2 separate regions of the Zea mays genome follow, and region 2 is linked to region 1. A link is a contact called in public Hi-C data. All regions are on one chromosome and are shown on one strand. The core of a region is the stretch at or near the end of the contact, and the rest is flanking DNA. Distances in the headings are between cores, read along the strand shown.

Region 1 (2,752 bases), core at 166-2,665:
CTTATTTCAAATTTCAAGTCTATAATATAAAATAACGGTTTGTATGATTTTATATACGATCTTAATATAAAATAGTGTTTTTATGGTCATATATATGATCTCCTATTTCAAGTTAGATCATGTAAATAATATAGTCTACAGTATAAAACAAAACAGTGATTTGTATGAGCATATACATGATCGGCTGAAAACAGTCCTTGAAAATTAGCAGTAACTGGCTTATACCAGTGTAAACTGGCCAATGTCGGCATGCACAAGAATATCTATCTACAGTCACGTAGTTGACCAATTCCGGAGTGCCAGCTGCAGCAGACAAGAGTCAATTTCTTGTCAGGGCCTCAGGGTCCCAACTGTGCGCGCTCTCTGGCAGTCTGAACTTTTCTTAAAAAAAAACACTTTTGCAGCTTGTCGGTGCATCCATGTGACGATGTGAGGCCTACGGATGGTTGGTTGAATGCACAGCATTTTCAGCACCAGACCAGGCATGCTGAAAGGCAGGCATATTTCCTGAGGTGGCTCATTCAACACAGCGCATTGGGGAGACGAACTGAGCTATGTATTGGTTAATTTTCTTAAAAAAAATATCACCTCATCAGTTGCATATTCCCCAAAAACATTTTTTTTGAAGAATCTGAAAGCTCAATGAAGTCTCTCCGGTAATCTGTAGCATTGCTCATCAACATCTTGCACACGAGATTCATCCATTAGTATTAGTGCTTCATTACTACACTTACTAAATATCCCGGCAAAGGAGGAAGGACGACCAAGAAAAAAAAAGAGGAAGAAAGAAAAAAGAAGAAGACAGAATAAAATACACTTCATTTAGTAAGCATTTGCAGCAACACCGCCCTGCAGCGTCGAAGGAGCGAGGAGCAGCAGCCCCACACCCACTTCCCTTTGCAAGGCGACGGAGCAAGCAAAGCAAGAGCCTAGGGATCCGCGTCCCTGCACCTGGTGATGCTCTCGCAGCCCCGGGTGTAGGGGTTGGCGGTGGTCGAGATCCGGCAGTTGTAGTAGGGCACCCCGGTCCTGGAGCACGGCACCACGTCGCCCCGCAGGGCGTCGTAGCTGATGTACCTCCGCCCCGTGGTCGCCTCCCACAGCAGCCGCCGGTGCGCCTCCGAGTCCATCTCCAGCTCCGCCGCCTCCATGCCGACGCAGTGGCCTCCTCTCCCGTGCAGGACGAGCAGCAGCAGGAGGAGGAGTGGCGCTGCTGCCCACGCCCTTGGGAGCAAGATCGGCTTGGTGGTTGCCGGCATTGTGTTGTGAGAGACTGGCTGACTGAGATCTCTCTAGCTCTTTCTTTTCTTGTTCAGAGTGCCATGGCGCTTCTCTCTCTCTCTGCACTGGATCTTTGCTGTTTCTTGATGGAGGGAACAGGGAAGCACTGCACTGAGATCTATCCGAGTTTTAGTGGAGGAGGCCCGAGGGGAGGGTGAAGCTTAAATGCGGTGTCGGACAGCCAGTTGTTGTTGACAGCAGCCGCTGCCTCCTGCTGCTGAGCGAGCGAGGGAATATCTCAAATGGGGAGAGGATGAGGTTTCCTTCAAATGTTACTTTTACCACGACCGAATGGTTTGTACTAACTGGAACTTTTCTGAAATTGTTTTCTTATCGAAAGTTCAGAGAAGCGGCTATTCCTCAGGTGCCGTGCCATCATGGGGTTTTGGCAGCTCATGTGGTCACGATGCCTGCCTGGCACAAGCTTTGGATATCATGTCACTTGACAGTGCCCTCAATATGGACAGGAATGGAGTCCAAGTTGTTTTCTCCTCCGTCCCACCGTTCCAAAGCAACTTATCTCGTTTCTTGATGACTTAAATCATTTTAAATCTAAGTAAGTTTATTTTAAAAATAATGTTAATGGTACCTAATAATAGTGTAGTGTTTGGCTGCATGAGTAAGCAGCAGCTGCCCGCCTGCTGCTGCTATTGATCTGAGAGACAAGAGAAGCACACTTAGCAGCGGCAGTTTCTTACACTGCAGATTGTAATGTTTACTTAGTGAAGTTTGAAATAAAAGATGTGATGTTACTGTCTTCAGCAGATCATACATATAGTTGCGCAAATATTGTTTTGCATTGTAAACTGTATTATTAACGTAATGAAGTTTGAAATAGAAATACTATAGTTGTGCAAAATATTGTTTTCACTACAACCATATTGTTCACATAATAAAGTTTAAAATAAAAAATTGAGATAAGATATATGTATTATTCATATAATAAAGTTTAAAATAAAAGATGAGATAAGAAACAGGTAAACTGCTGCTGGAGACATGCAGTGCTGTCATGGCTGCTGCTGCATCCCTTGTGGTAGAATAACTGCCCAGCAGTGCTGCAACCGGAAGCCCAATAGGCCTATCAGATTTATGCTTTCAAACTAAACTAATTTGAAGGTACAAATGCTGATACAACTCATTTCATTCCAAAATAATGTCGTTCTAGATTAGCAAAATGCCCAGTTATTTTGGGACCATAAAATTATGTCACACGTCCTCTGCGTTGATAGGCTGATGCTATTGTGTACTAGTGTAAGATGACATAACTTACAAAAAAAAACTTGTAGGGCACGTCCAAGCTTCCCTCCAAAAAGCAAACTTGAGATGAAGATGTATATGCATGTACATAACAGCCAGCCATATATACAAATCTAGAGAAAAGAACTGCAGCTCCTCTTTTCAGCTGGCTTCATCTATCCACAACCACAAAGGCTGTAGGAGCTTTCTGTAGCAGTTTCTTCAGCTATCCGAT
Region 2 (2,752 bases), core at 100-2,599, 380 kb before region 1:
ACAGGGTGCAAGAAATTATTAGCTATGATGACATAGTGTCGTCAAATCCACCAAACATGCAAAACACATCACATGGACCAAACACGTATAAAATATTTGAAGTAGCTAACAATAATTTTTATTTTGACCGATAGATAAGCAACACCATAGACCAGGATCCAGATCCAACAGAAAACAACAACAATGAGAAACGCTAAATCCACAACAACAACAATGCGATTTAGGTCAAGTAACTGGAACCAAACATATAACAGCAGCCGAATCTGGCTACACAAAAAAGACCTAAAATATCCCGAGATGCTTCGCCTTCTACAATCAATCCCAAAAATCAGGTCCTGTCTAACAGAGATCTGAAGATCCAAATACTAGGTAAAAATTACTAACCATCTAGCAACCAATAAACAAGAACGTCTAGCAGCCGAATCTGAAGATACACAAGAGTTTAACCATAGCAGTGAGATACTGAGATATAAAGCAGCGGCATCAATAAACAAGTAAATCTCACACTGCTAGTCATGCAGGATCTAGATCCACACAACAAGAACGTCAGATCTGAAAGGAAATGGATCCAAAGAAAGGCAAGCAAGAATCACCTTGCTCTTGGTGACGGAATCGTTGACGTTAATGGCAGGGAAGAGGAGGGCGCCGGTCTCCTGCATCTGGTAGAGCCTCTTGACACCCGTGGTGGTCTCCTCAGAGACGCCGACAAGCCTCTCCTTCATCTTGCGGTACTTCTTGGGGTCAGCCTTGAGCCCGTCGCGGATGATGGTGAGCACGATCTTGAACTCAGCGTTGTCGGTGGACTCCGGGTCGGGGATCTTGCCGGTCTTCTCGTAATCCTCCTCGGCCTTGACACCCTCGTGGATGAGCAGCGTGGCGTCGCCGCCGTCGTCGACGATGAGGTCGGGGCCGCCCGCCTCGCCCCAGTCGAGGCAGCGCTCGGTGCACCACCAGTACTCCTCGAGGGTCTCCCCCTTCCAGGCGAACACGGCGGCCGAGTCGCGCGCGATGGCGGCGGCGGCGTGGTCCTGCGTGGAGAAGATGTTGCAGGAGCACCAGCGGACCTCGGCGCCGAGCGCGGTGAGGGTCTCGATGAGGACGGCGGTCTGGATGGTCATGTGGAGAGACCCCGAGATCCTAGCGCCGGCGAAGGGCTTGGACGGGCCGAACTCGGCGCGGCACGCCATGAGGCCGGGCATTTCGACCTCGGCCAGCTCAATCTCGAGGCGGCCGAAGTCCGCCTGCGAGAGATCCTTGACCTTGTACTCCCGTCCAGACGAGGTCTTCTCCACAGAGAGCGCCATGGCGGCAGAGGAGGGAGAACTCGCGAATTGGATCTGGGAGATGGGGAAATGGAACGGGAGTGAGGGAGAAGACGGCGCGGTTGGGAGGCAGGGGTGGGGAGGGTTTTATGGGAAGAGACGACGGCGCCAGACCGTTGGTTTGCGGACGCGGCGATTAGCGGCCGTCGGATCTGGGCGGGGGATTGGTGGGGGGTTGGTGAGTCGCCATACCGGAGTGCCGTTGGTGGGTGAAGACGTCAGGTGAGATGCGCGGATCTGAGACATTGGTGACCAATGATGGAATCAATCTATTTTATATAAGTTCGTGCATTATGAGTTTATTTTATAAATTTAGTGAAATGAACTTATTTTTTTAATTATCACTAATTATTACCAAATAAAGGAAATAGTGACGGATAAAACCATTATATTTTACAAACCAAACAAGAAAGTGAGGAGTGAGAAGATAATAGACTAACTTATTCCTCAAACCAAACACGTTATACATATACTGACACATCTCGAGACTTGGTTCGCAAAAACACCCTCCGATTTCTCAAAATAAACAGTGGTCCAATTAAAAATACCTGCTCTCCCGTCACACAGCCCGATTCATGCTTCATCCTCTCTCATTCTCCTTGCTCTCCTCTTCCAGCCGTCGCCGCCACCACCATTGGTCGTCGCACCTCCACTCCTCCCTGTCCTCTCTTCCAGTGGCACAGATTGGACGGATGAACTCACCTACTACCACGATAGTGTAATACCCCTTTCTACTTCTAGAAACCGGTCATTATTCCACTAATGGATTACAAACAAAATATTATCAAAATACTACCCAAACCCTAACACCAAAAGGTAGCAATATCACCAGGCCTTACATCCCCCTTCAAATCTTGCTTCTCCTCAAGCAAGAACAGCTAGAAAACGAGCCTTCAAGACATGGTAATCTTCCCATGTTGCAAGATCTGGAGATGGACTGGTCCACCTAACCAGAACCTGAGTAATGGTTGCATTCCCCTTCTTAACCAATCTTCGGTCTAGCACTTTACCTGGCTCAACATTCTCTAGATCCACCATAGCAGGAAGGTTCTTGAACACCGGTGTATAACGAGGCACAAAGGGCTTTAGCTGTGACACATGAAACACTAGGTGTATTTGAGAGTCTGCTGGTAGATCCAACTTGTAAGCCACTTCCCAATTTTCTCCAACACCTTGTATGGTCCAAAATATCGAAAAGAAAACTTTGGACATTGTTTGCTAACCACAGACTGTTGTGTGTAGGCTATAACTTGAGCAACACCTCTTCTTCAATTTGAAATCCCTAGGCAACCTTCTCATATCAGCATAATGTTTAAACCTTTGTTGGACTTTCGTCAAATGTTCCTTGAGCATAGAACTATGCACTGCTATCTGTTGCACCACATCTCTAGAAACCACATCTTCATCACCCTTCATAGATCGTGCCAGAT

Evidence for each region. Hi-C and Micro-C count contacts between places; a contact is called where the count stands out from the background.
Region 2: a Hi-C map of ear shows a contact between it and region 1, with 1.5 times the contacts expected there. The contact joins the promoter of LOC100282150 here to the promoter of LOC100284310 in region 1. A contact is called at or near these places in 4 of 25 Hi-C or Micro-C datasets (bundle sheath, ear, endosperm and 1 more) and 1 of 3 datasets of contacts at active chromatin or transcription factors (leaf).

What each region holds. Positions count from the first base shown.
Region 1 is chr4:22,448,290-22,451,041 of Zm-B73-REFERENCE-NAM-5.0, reverse strand. LOC100284310 (RALFL33) reads right to left here and starts at 1,415. Exons shown (of 1, transcript NM_001157205.2): 1 at 683-1,415. The coding sequence starts at 1,259. The coding sequence ends at 930. It overlaps LOC100276521, which reads right to left. Exons shown (of 3, transcript NM_001150287.1): 3 at 2,399-2,752. The coding sequence ends at 2,740.
Region 2 is chr4:22,829,279-22,832,030 of Zm-B73-REFERENCE-NAM-5.0, reverse strand. It overlaps LOC100282150 (adenosylhomocysteinase), which reads right to left and starts at 1,349. Exons shown (of 3, transcript NM_001155062.2): 1 at 594-1,349. The coding sequence starts at 1,304.